2 separate regions of the Ovis aries genome follow, and region 1 is linked to region 2. The links are chromatin contacts, called in public Hi-C maps. All regions are on one chromosome and are shown on one strand. Each heading gives the region's core, a stretch centred on a gene start, on an enhancer-like site or on the middle of the called end of the contact. The rest is flanking DNA. Distances are from core to core; before and after follow the strand shown.

Evidence for each region. A called contact is a pair of places that touch in the nucleus more often than the background predicts.
Region 1: a contact with region 2 is called in a Hi-C map of liver, with 1.7 times the contacts expected there. The contact joins the promoter of WAPL here to the enhancer-like site in region 2. A contact is called at or near these places in 2 of 16 Hi-C or Micro-C datasets (liver and skin fibroblasts).

What each region holds. Positions count from the first base shown.
Region 1 is chr25:40,262,039-40,267,287 of ARS-UI_Ramb_v3.0, reverse strand. WAPL (WAPL cohesin release factor) reads left to right here and starts at 1,810. Exons shown (of 18, transcript XM_060406434.1): 1 at 1,810-1,853; 2 at 4,996-5,249. The coding sequence starts at 5,018.
Region 2 is chr25:40,189,399-40,194,861 of ARS-UI_Ramb_v3.0, reverse strand. WAPL (WAPL cohesin release factor) reads left to right here. Exons shown (of 18, transcript XM_060406434.1): 16 at 215-303; 17 at 3,778-3,873; 18 at 4,400-5,463. The coding sequence ends at 4,465. Among named protein-coding and RNA genes, the nearest start is that of WAPL, 73 kb to the left of the region's middle. Within about 2 kb of position 3,736, at least 6 of the 54 cell types and tissues checked have an H3K27ac peak or open chromatin away from gene starts, as enhancers often do. A contact at or near this core is called in liver, where this site is marked.

The DNA of each region.
Region 1 (5,249 bases), core at 561-3,060, 74 kb before region 2:
TGAGCTGTGTGAGGGCATCGTTTGGTCCCAGAGGGTTCACAGTACTCTTTTAGAGAAAGATCCTGCAATTGTCTCGCCACCACTTTCAGCTTTTTGATCTTAGCCTTTGCCTCTGATGATAATTACCCCTTAATTAGCACCCACCACCATGTCATCTAAATAATTATAGTAAGTGCAGTTTGCACCTCTGCTGGGAGGCTTCGAACCAACTGATAAAACAAGATGCTTATGCCAATTTTTTTAAAAAGACAAAACTGACCCAAATAAAAGTCACATGCTGTGGAACACACAAACCTGTTATAACCTCCATTAGAATGAAGCTATTTAAGAGTTGGTTTTGAACAATCAAGTATTGATGTGTTTCAGAAACTGTAAATGTCAGAATGTAAATTTTGCAACCAGTTGTGCTAAAGTAAAACAGCTCAGTCAAGCTAAAATCAACCGTAAATTTCTGTTGGGAAGGGCTACAAGGATGTCTAAACTATTTTTTGTCTGGATTTTGCCAATTTATTGAAGCAGTTTGGTAATTTCTGGGTGCACTCAAAGCAAATTAACTTTTGTGGAAGAAGAGGTGGGTTTTTCACTGAAAACAATTAGCAGTTTTCCAATTTCCCAAGTGGATCATCATTCACCCCCCTCACAGAACAGCAGGGCCATGGGAGCCCAAATAATCATTAAACTCTCTTAGGAGGAAACCAATTGTGTTACTCTTTTTCCAAAGGCTGTCTTCCCACCGTAGTCTTAGAACACCATCACAAGACTTTACAATTTTCTGAATAGGTAATACATTGACAAGGAAAAAACTTCGAACAGCACAAAATGTTGTATAGAGAAAAATAAATTTTCTTTCTTCCTATCATCTACCTCCTTGCCTTCCCCAGAGACAAATCACTGGTTCATAACATTTTTTATTATGAAAAATTTCAGATATACAAGCAGAGAAATTGGAATAAGCTCATGAATAACACAGCATCAGCAATGAAAAACACCCCACTGGCTTTTTTTCCCCTCCATCGGTGTTTGTAGGAGTTATTTTCCCAGACACTTGATCATTTTATCTGTCAAAACTTTTAGTATTTTGCCATTCCCCCCACCGTCTCTCCTTAATCTAACCACATTACCGTCATCACATCCAACAAGATTGGATAATTCCTTAATACAATCCAATATTCTCAGGGGTCACTTTTAATGGCTTCGGGACAGACTGAGGGAGAAAAGAACGACGAAGGTAAGAATCGAGCGGATCCTAGAAGCGCATTAAAAAGCCAGACCGACATCACTTTGGGGTGCGGTCATTGATCGGGTGCCCTGCTACTCGGGCTCCCAGTTCCCGCCGTCATTAACTGCGCCGGGTCAGCACTAGCCAGTCGGGGTCAAGAGCCGCTCCGAGCCGAGAGCTCCCGGTCTCCCTGCTCCCAGGCGGCGACTCCAGCAGGCCCGGCGCAGCTGCACAACCCACCGTCCCCAGACACCGGCGAGTCCCTGGAGGGGAAACGATTGACACAGCTGCCTGCACTGGGCCCCCAGTCCTCCCCCGCGGCACCTGCGTCTCCCGGCGAGGCCAGGAGCTGGAAACTGGCTCGCTCGCGAGGCGAGGCCAGCCAGGCCAGCCACAACCGCTCCGCCCGCTGCCCGCTCCCGCGCCGGGCTCTCAGCACCTAGACCTCTCGGACCGGGACTACAACTCCCGTCGGGCCCCACGGCCGGACCAATGGCGGGCGCCGGAGCATGCGGGGCGCGGCGCCTGCGCGGCGGTTTGAGTAAGCAGCCGCGCGATTGGCTGCGGGGTCGAGAGGCCGCGCGGGGCCTGTGGGAAGCGGAGTGACGGAGCGAGCGGCTGTTGGAGGAAGGAGGTGGGGGCCGGGAGCGCAAATGGCGTTGAGATGGTTCAGGGCCCTGTTCAAACTCTAGCGCTGACCATTCACCGACGGAAGCGGCGGCGCAGGAGGCGACGGCGGCCCATCGGGGGCACGTAGCGGGCTCCGGTCCCAGCTTCAGCGGCGGCGACAGCCAGGGAGGCCTAGGCCCGGGCCCGGCCGGCGGCGCTCGAGGCGGGGAGGGAAGTTGCGGTGCCGCCACTCCTCCCCCCCTCCACCGGGTTTCCTATTTACAGAGAGCGGAGTCGCGGGTTCTGACGGTGGCGGAGCCCCTTGCCTCTCTTCGCTCACCAGCCGGCCCCGTTCTCCCGCGCGGGGCTCCGGCGCCCGCCCGTGGGCCGTTGGGAGCGGGAGAGGCGGAGGCGGCCCGAGGCTAAAGCACCCGCCAGGCGCCGAGGGTAAGTGAGGTCTCGAGCGGCTGCCTAGGCCCGGAGCTTGCCGAGGGTGGAGGAGGCAGGGGTCTGGGAGGGGGTGGTGGAAGTCCTCTGTCTCACCCACCCGGTCTCTGAGGAAGTTGGGCAGCGGAACGGTCTGAAGAACTCTTTTTCCTCTTTCCCCCTTTATTCTGAGTTCTTTCTGGGCGACGGCTGATTTACTTCCCTCCCCAGGCGCGGTCAAGTGTATTGGTTTCAGGCCGAAATCTTTTGCTGTCTTCCCTCCGCCCCTGGCCGCCGCTGAGGCCTTCCACTACCCTGGGGATTCGGTGGCAGAGGCTTCCGGGGCGTCGGAAGCAACATCCCTTTCCTGGGAGGTGGGGGTGGGGAGGAGAAAAGTTGCGTGAGCTTCCAGGGGGAGGGGGGCCGCTTGTCCCCGCCACCTCCTAGCGCACCGCCGCCCCCAGGTGAGGATTTCTGGGTGGTGAGGTTTGGCCTTTCCGGCTTTCATTCCTGCAGGGAAGCCCCTAAGCCCGTGGAGATCTGAAAGACTCTGGATTTGATTGGGGGTTAAGTGTGAGGACTTCTTTATTCCAGCGCACTTCCCCGAAAATTCAACAAGCTTTGGGCTGAGGCAAAGGCCCAACAACCAAAAAGACTTAGTTGTGAATCATTCTTTCCTTTTTGGTAAGGTAATCTTTGGAGTTTGAAGCCTGAGCAAGATAGCCTGTGTTCTTAACTTGAATATACTTGAAATAATAATGTCAAATACGTCTACACACTTATTTTTGAATTTCTACATACTTTACACTCTAGTCTTAACCTAGATAATGCCATTACAATTGTCTGTCTGGTGACTTAAAAAAAAGGACGTGGAAAACTGTATAAAGACCAGCAAAGGGGATATTATATAATGAACTCCCGTGTATTCATCTTTCAGACTCAACAGTTACTAACTCTTAACCAAATTTTTCTCGTCTCTGCACTTTCCATTCCACACACCTTAAAGTTGGATAATCACTGACATTATTGCATCAGAATTTCAATATATATTTGTCTAAGGCATAGGTTCTGAGAGGAAAAAAAAAAGCATAATTTATCAGTTAAAATAATTAACTCCTTGCTATCAGGTATTCATTGGCAGACTTTCAGCTTGTCACAGTGAATGCTTATAGTTCTAGGACCATTTTTACCATGAGTTTTTTTGGTGTGGACCTAAAGTAGTCCAAGTCTAGGTTTTTGGTTTAGCCTTTAGTCAGCATTTTTAGGTAATTACCATGCTAGTGTATCCAAAACATTTTAGCTTTGTTGGTGTAGATGTAAATGTAGGTCGGTAGATTAGGGCTGCACGTTCAAGGAGGAATGAAAAGAAATGACTTATTTTGTGTTTCTTGTAGCTGCCAAATACACTTAGTTTCTTTAGGTTATGCTTAACAAGAAAGACAGGATTCTTTAGTGTAAATCTACAGTAAGAGGGGAAATAGATATCCTTCAGAAAAAAGTTTTTTGACATAGTAAAAGGTCTTCAGACAAATTAGAAACAGTTTTCTCTTAAAAGTAGATGGGTATAATGACTAAATTAAGTATTATTTTGTCCAATTAGAATTGGCTTCTAACCAAAATAGGAGTGGGCAAATTCCTCTGCTGAATATATAGGGATTCCCTATAAACTGGGAGGATTAAGTTAATAAAGGGAAACATTTAAACTAATAGATAAAAACATTAAAAATATAGGTAAAAATATCACTCTGATTGTTTTGTAAATTTCAAGAGTATGAAGTTTTTTTCAAGCCCTTAGGCAATTTTTCACTTTTTTTCCTGGTTGTATTTAATTTATTGATATTTAAACTTTAGAAGGTCAAAGTGTGAGTAATGGATAAGGACTGATAATGTTTTAAAAGTACCACTTGTTTGACTCTATTTACTGTCCTGAAATTTTTTTTGTCCTAGTAGTTAGCATGTAGATAAATCATTTTATCCTGTCTTAAATCAGAGGAACATAAATTCACATTTTTTTTTTTTCTTTTAATGATCACTGGACTAGTCAGTGTAATATGCTGGAGTTCACTAGCTTCAGAAAATGTAGTTCAGCAAATGAGCACAGCACTATGAAGACAAGGAAGGGAGAAAGAATGAGTATGGTTTCTTGAACTAAGGGAAATGACCAAGAACGGAATATTTTTCAAGTCATAGTTTATATTATGTTAGATAGACCAAAACTCAGGATCTTTGAGGTTGGATTAAAAGTAGCAGGTCTAATATGTGAGAAAATAGCACCAGTTGTCTGACTTTTCAGCCCTCATATGAGTAAGTGCTCTGAAATTTCAAAGAACTATATTTAGTCAATTATTTAACATCTCTAAGATCCTGAAAAATAACATTTTGTGCTCAATATTTTATATTAAGGGTAATTAGCTTATTGAGATTATTTTTTATGGTAAAATTGATAGTAAGTAGATTCATTTGAAACTTTAAAAAAAAAAAGCGATATTGTTCGGCTTTCTTGTTCTGAAAATAGCCTACAAATATGTACTCATAAAAAAGATTGATATAAGTATATAGGATAAAAGATGAGCGCCTCTATACTCCCTCCCCTTATTTATTTAACTGTTTTTAAAGATTTGTATCTTGAATGTGGAAAAGCTGTATGGGGAGAATCCCTATTTTCTTATTTTTATATTCAGTATTAATGCTTGTTAAATATTTGATGATTATATATTTTCTTACTTTTTTTTTCCCCACAGAGAATATGAAACAGGTGTCAAAATGACATCCAGATTTGGGAAAACATATAGTAGGAAAGGAGGAAATGGAAGTTCAAAGTTTGATGAAGTCTTTTCCAATAAACGGACCACCCTTAGCACAAAGTGGGGAGAAACCACATTTATGGCTAAATTAGGACAGAAGAGGCCCAATTTCAAACCAGATATCCAAGAAGTTCCGAAGAAACCTAAGGTAGAAGAAGAAAATACTGGAGATCCTTTTGGATTTGATAGTG
Region 2 (5,463 bases), core at 2,487-4,986:
GAGCCTAGTGGGCTCCCGTCTATGGGGTCGCACAGAGTCGGACATGACTGAAGTGACTTAGCAGCAGCAGCAGCAGCAGCACCATTATCAACGTTTAGCAGTTTTGAAGTAAAGATGACACAGTTGCTGGTTTCCTAGGTGCTTTTGTTGTTGTAGTTTTTGGTTTATATATATATGCACATGCACTATTAGTTTTCTGTTTTAATACTTTCAGCCCTTCAACATGCTGGCAAACACATGGAGGATTGCATTGTGGCCTCATACACCGCACTGCTTCTTGGGTGTCTCTGCCAGGAGAGTCCAGTAAGTAAGAGTTCTGTGTTGTTTTATGTTATCCTATAAGAATTTCACTGCAGCCACTTCACATCGTTACTTAATTAACTTGTTACTTTATTTTTCCCTCCTGTTAAAAACTTTCAAATATTTGGTGAACTTTAGAAGGTACATTTCAAAGTAAGAGTATATTGGTTTCGATGAGAAAGTTCCAGATTGATAGAGGAATCAACTTATATGTCTTTGGTTGAAGTAAAAGCACCATATGAGACCTGTGCTCAGCTGGCTTAAGGTGGAAAAGGTTCGCCTCAGTGATACCAAGGACTCATAATTTCTACCTTTAAACTCTGCTCTCCTCTGCGTGTTGTCTTTTGCTAGCTTTCTTCATGCACCTATGCTGACTCTGTGTCTCACCTAGTTAAATAGTGCCCAGCAGAAGAATGTGGCCTGTTTGTTTCTCTTTGTTTAAAGAGCAATGATTTCTTTTCCCTAGGACTTTTCCACACCCAATGCAGAAAGTCGACTTCCTTTACCTTGGCCAAGATTGGCTCACATGCTTTTGTTTGATGACTCATTGGCCAGGAAAATGGGATTACTATGTGAGATTTAGATCATGAGTTAACTATGAAAAATCATGGCTCTCCCTGGTGGCTCAGAGGGTATACTGTCTGCCTGCAATGCAGGAGACCTGGGTTCGATCCCTGGGTTGGGAAGATCCCCTGGAGAAAGAAATGGCAACCCATTCCAGTATCCTTGCCTAGAGAAACCCATGGACAGAGGAGCCTGGTGGGCTACAGTCCATAGGGTCACAAAGAGTTGGACACGACTGAGCGACTTCACTTTCACTTTACGAAAAGGATGTGAATGTGTACACAGTTGGGCTGAATCAGCACAGAAGTGGACATTTCTCACTGTTTGAACAGTCTGCTTTAAAATGGAGGACACGTGGGATTTTTTTAAATTTATTTTTTTAACAGAGAGGCCCAGTAGAAGAGAGAAATTTTAAAATAAAAGAGAGGTGGGTTTTTTCCCCCTACAAGCAAGGGCATTCAGGATGCAAGAAAGAATGGAGACCTGTTGTATAGTGGGATGGCTAGTTTCTCTTTTCTTAAGACTAGAGGGCTAGAAGAAAAGAACGTAATCATGATATGAAGGGCTTCTGTCTGCCCACCCACATTTCCTCATTTTTGCCATCAAGTTTTATCCATTGTCATTTTTGTTCTTCCTGTGTACCTTATTTGTCTTAAGTCCAGTGTGTTTTTCTGGATCTTTCTTGTTCATTTATTCCATATTGTAGAAAGGCTCTGAGCTGAGTGCATACTGGCCCACTTCGTTGCTGGCCCTTGCTGGCACAACTGCTTTCAGGATCAAGACCAGAGTTCTTACCATGGTGCTAGAGGCCCCACAAATCTTTATTTCCTTTCCTGGACTGTCTTCAAGCTCAGCCCTTGTCCTTATTTCCTTAAAATTCAGAGATTTTAAGGGCAAATGGGAAGCACATACCAAGCAAAAAGGAGGAGGAAAGCACACCCCACCCCCACCCCCCAAAAAAGAGTGGGTATGCTATTTAAAGATTTTTACATATTTTGCATACACCCTGGTTTCAGTTGTGTTCTTAAGTAATCTGAAAATTGAGTTTTTTTCAGATGTGAATTATTTGTCTCTCATGTCTCGAGAGGTTAGGTTGTAGACAATACTGTGAATTTATAGAGCCCAGGATGTCTTTCTTACCTTAGGGGTCATTATGATTAACCCTGAAAAGCTAGCTGATGCCACAAAATGTAAAAGACATTGGTTTGCCCAGTGTTTAAGTGGAGGAAAGACGAGAATCAGGTGGTTATGTGCAGTAAGGGCTGTTCTAAGGTAAAGCACAGCATGCCTAGGAAGCCCAGGAGACCCTGGTGTCACTTTCCATTGCCCGGTAGGCATCTGGTGTGTTTTAATGGTCAGTCTTCTCTGTGGCCTTTCTGTTCTTGCTTTTCTCAACTCTCCTTTCCTGAAATCCTGCATACCACCACCATAGCTAACTTCCTTAAGAGCACATCTGATCATGTTAACCCTCCAACCCGCCAGTCTTTCTTGACTCACTGTCATTTAGGAAATGATAGCTTTGTTTACTGCTATAAGACTCCAAACTTAACTGCTTCTCCAGTATTTTATTTTACTGAAGCATAGTTGATCTAGTATTAGAGTCTGTCACACCCCTTGGTTGCGTTTCTAAATTTCTGAAGTAGGCCATGCCGCTTCACACCTTTTCTTACCTCCTGTACACTACCATTTATTGCACACTTTTAAAGTAAATGCTCTGACTCTCCTTCCCATGCCTTGGCTACTTACTGTGTTGTACTCGTAATTTGTTGATAGAAAAGGATTTGATTTGGGTTGTTGAGAAGCTTTCACTTGAAACCTAGGATCTAATTCTTTACTCTGAATGAGAGAGGCACCCTTTTTTGTTGAGCCATCTTCATAGCCAGCATCCAGTCTTCCCACCACCGTGCTACCCTGCCCCTCTCTGTGCAGTTGGTTAGGGTGCATTTAAACCCAGCTTTGCATTACCTCTGCAGCTAGCTGTTGCCCTCACGATGTGCCACTCAATATAGCCTCAGTGTGTGTTCAAAATACAGCATTGAAAGATGGCAAAATCCCTCAGGATTGGAGCTGCAAGCTTTTACTGAGTAGCTGTAAAAGTGGGAGAGAGGGGATTGGTTGCAAATTTCCTAAGAGGATAATATGTACTCTTCCATGTCTTCATCAACAAATACGAAATCAAAAGCATCCCTCTTCCCGTCTTTTTTTTCTTTTTGTATGTGCTTTTTATTATAGGTGAGCCTCCTTAGAAGAGCTTTTCCTTTTATTCTTTATGAATCTTTAAAGCATTTTAAATACGTATTGAAATAAAACAACATTTTAAGCAGGCCATGTGTTTTTCTTACCATAAACTGGTTTATATACAGTTTGGCTGCTTCTTGCTAATAACGGAGGGAAACATCCTAATCTTCTGTCCTGACATTGCGTACATTTTTTTTCTATAGATGATACTAGATTTCCTTTGGAAAGATACAGTTAATTCCTAGCCTACATGAAGAATTTTCCTTGATCTTTTTCTTTACATTCCTTATCAGCTTTATGGATACTTTCTCAGTCTGCATTTCCTTGCTATTCTTATCCCTGCTCGTTCTGCCCCACCCCCTACAGTACATTTTGTTATTTCAGGCATTTTTCTGTGCATTTACAAAAGTAAATATGCACATAAATGTTTCTTTGTAGTCTTTGGCAGCTTTATCTTTTTCCTTTCTTTCTGAGGATGGGATAGGGTGGGGTAGAGAATGGACTCACAGGTCACAAAAGTTAGAGTGTGGAAAAGGAAATTGCATATTAACCAGGGAGTTTAAGGACCTTGTATAAGTTTGAAACAGGATGTGTGCCAAAACCAACTACACAGTGCAAGGTTCAGACTCCTGTGTTCTGCCACCTGACCAGTGCTCCTTTGGTTTGTTTCCTTAGATCAATGTGACCACTGTGCGGGAGTATCTGCCAGAAGGGGACTTTTCAATAATGACAGAGATGCTCAAAAAATTCCTGAGCTTCATGAATCTTACCGTAAGTAACTTGTATTCTGTGGTTTTACATACGACACACTATGACAGTAGAAATGCAGGACTTCCCTGGCAGGCCAGAGGTGAAGACGGCACCTTCAGTGTAGGGTGTGCAAGTTCAGTCCCTGGTCAGGGAACTAAGAGCCCACATGATTTGCAACCAGAAAACCAAAGCATAAATACTGTAATTAAAAGAAAAATTCAATAAATACTTTTTAAGAAATGACAGTAGAAATACAAGTATTATGGCCATCATGAACAGAAGCAAAAAAATGATTTTCCTTTAATAATTGCATGGTTTCTTTAAGGTAACTGAATTATTAGGGCCAAATACATTGATACTGTATTATGAAAGCCATAGTTTGATCTCACCTTGTTTTGAGTCATAATGTTTGGTTTAATAAAGCTAAATAGTTTAAGCTCTGATGCAGTGCTTTGGAGAATTAACTGTGACTTCCCCTCCACTCCCACCGCCAACCCACCCACCCCCCCCCCCCCCCGCCCCCGACCTCCACCCCTCCCCTTTCCAGTGTGCTGTTGGAACTACGGGCCAGAAGTCCATCTCTAGAGTGATTGAGTACTTGGAACACTGCTAGCTGCTTGCCCTTTGCTTCAGGTGCTCGGCAATGCTGGAGCTATACTTAGACAAAGAAAAGTCACGGAAGAAGTCCTTGAAGATACACCAAGAACATTCATCAGTATCATTCATATTTGGATTTTTAAGGCCACCTGATTTCTTCTTCGTCATGCATTCTGCATTTGCTAAATGACAGTTACTACATCAATCTGCAACTATCAAAAATGAGGGAAAAGGTTCAGGCTGTTAACAGTTCCACGCAGTATTTAAACACACTTTGGCAGAATTTATACTCTCCCCTTGTTCTCTTGCTTTGTTCTGGGCAAGCTCTAGGGGGAAACTTGTGCTGCTGTTAGTGCAACTGCTGTGTATGTTGAGCCACTGTTGTCATGCCAGCCAGGTGCAAAGGCAGCGTAGCTACTGAGGCATTGAATGTTCTGAGGACATTCTAGACGACAGCTTAGTTCCTTTTTCAGGCTCATTTGCTTTTGCTTTTTTGTTGAATGATTCCAATCGTAAATAAAGCTTTTAATAATTTTGTGAATTTTTTTTGTTGTTGTTCCCTGAACTACTGTCTATATTTAAAATTAGATGGAATCCAAAGACACAAGGGATTAGTATATTTTTTTATTCTTGATTTGGTTTGGGTTGTTGAAGTATTTTTCACCTTTGAGACCATGACCATATTCATTATCATACCATAGTAAGTCATAGCTATAGACGCAAGCAAACAAATAACAGTTTGAGGGAATATAAGATGATGTGCCCTGTTAAAGGATGAAGCAAAACAGACAAACCCAGGGTAGTTTAACCCTTAAAGTCAGGGGAGACTCTCGAAACATGATTAAGTTTTGAGGGAGAACTCTCTAGATATATTTTCTAATGTTCAATACAGTAAATATAAGGAAGCTAAAACACCAATGTGGAATTCATGTTTCCAGATAACATGTATATTCTTCTATAAGAGTGACAGGATCAAATGCATAAACGCAAAGCCTTAAATTGTTGGTTTAGAGA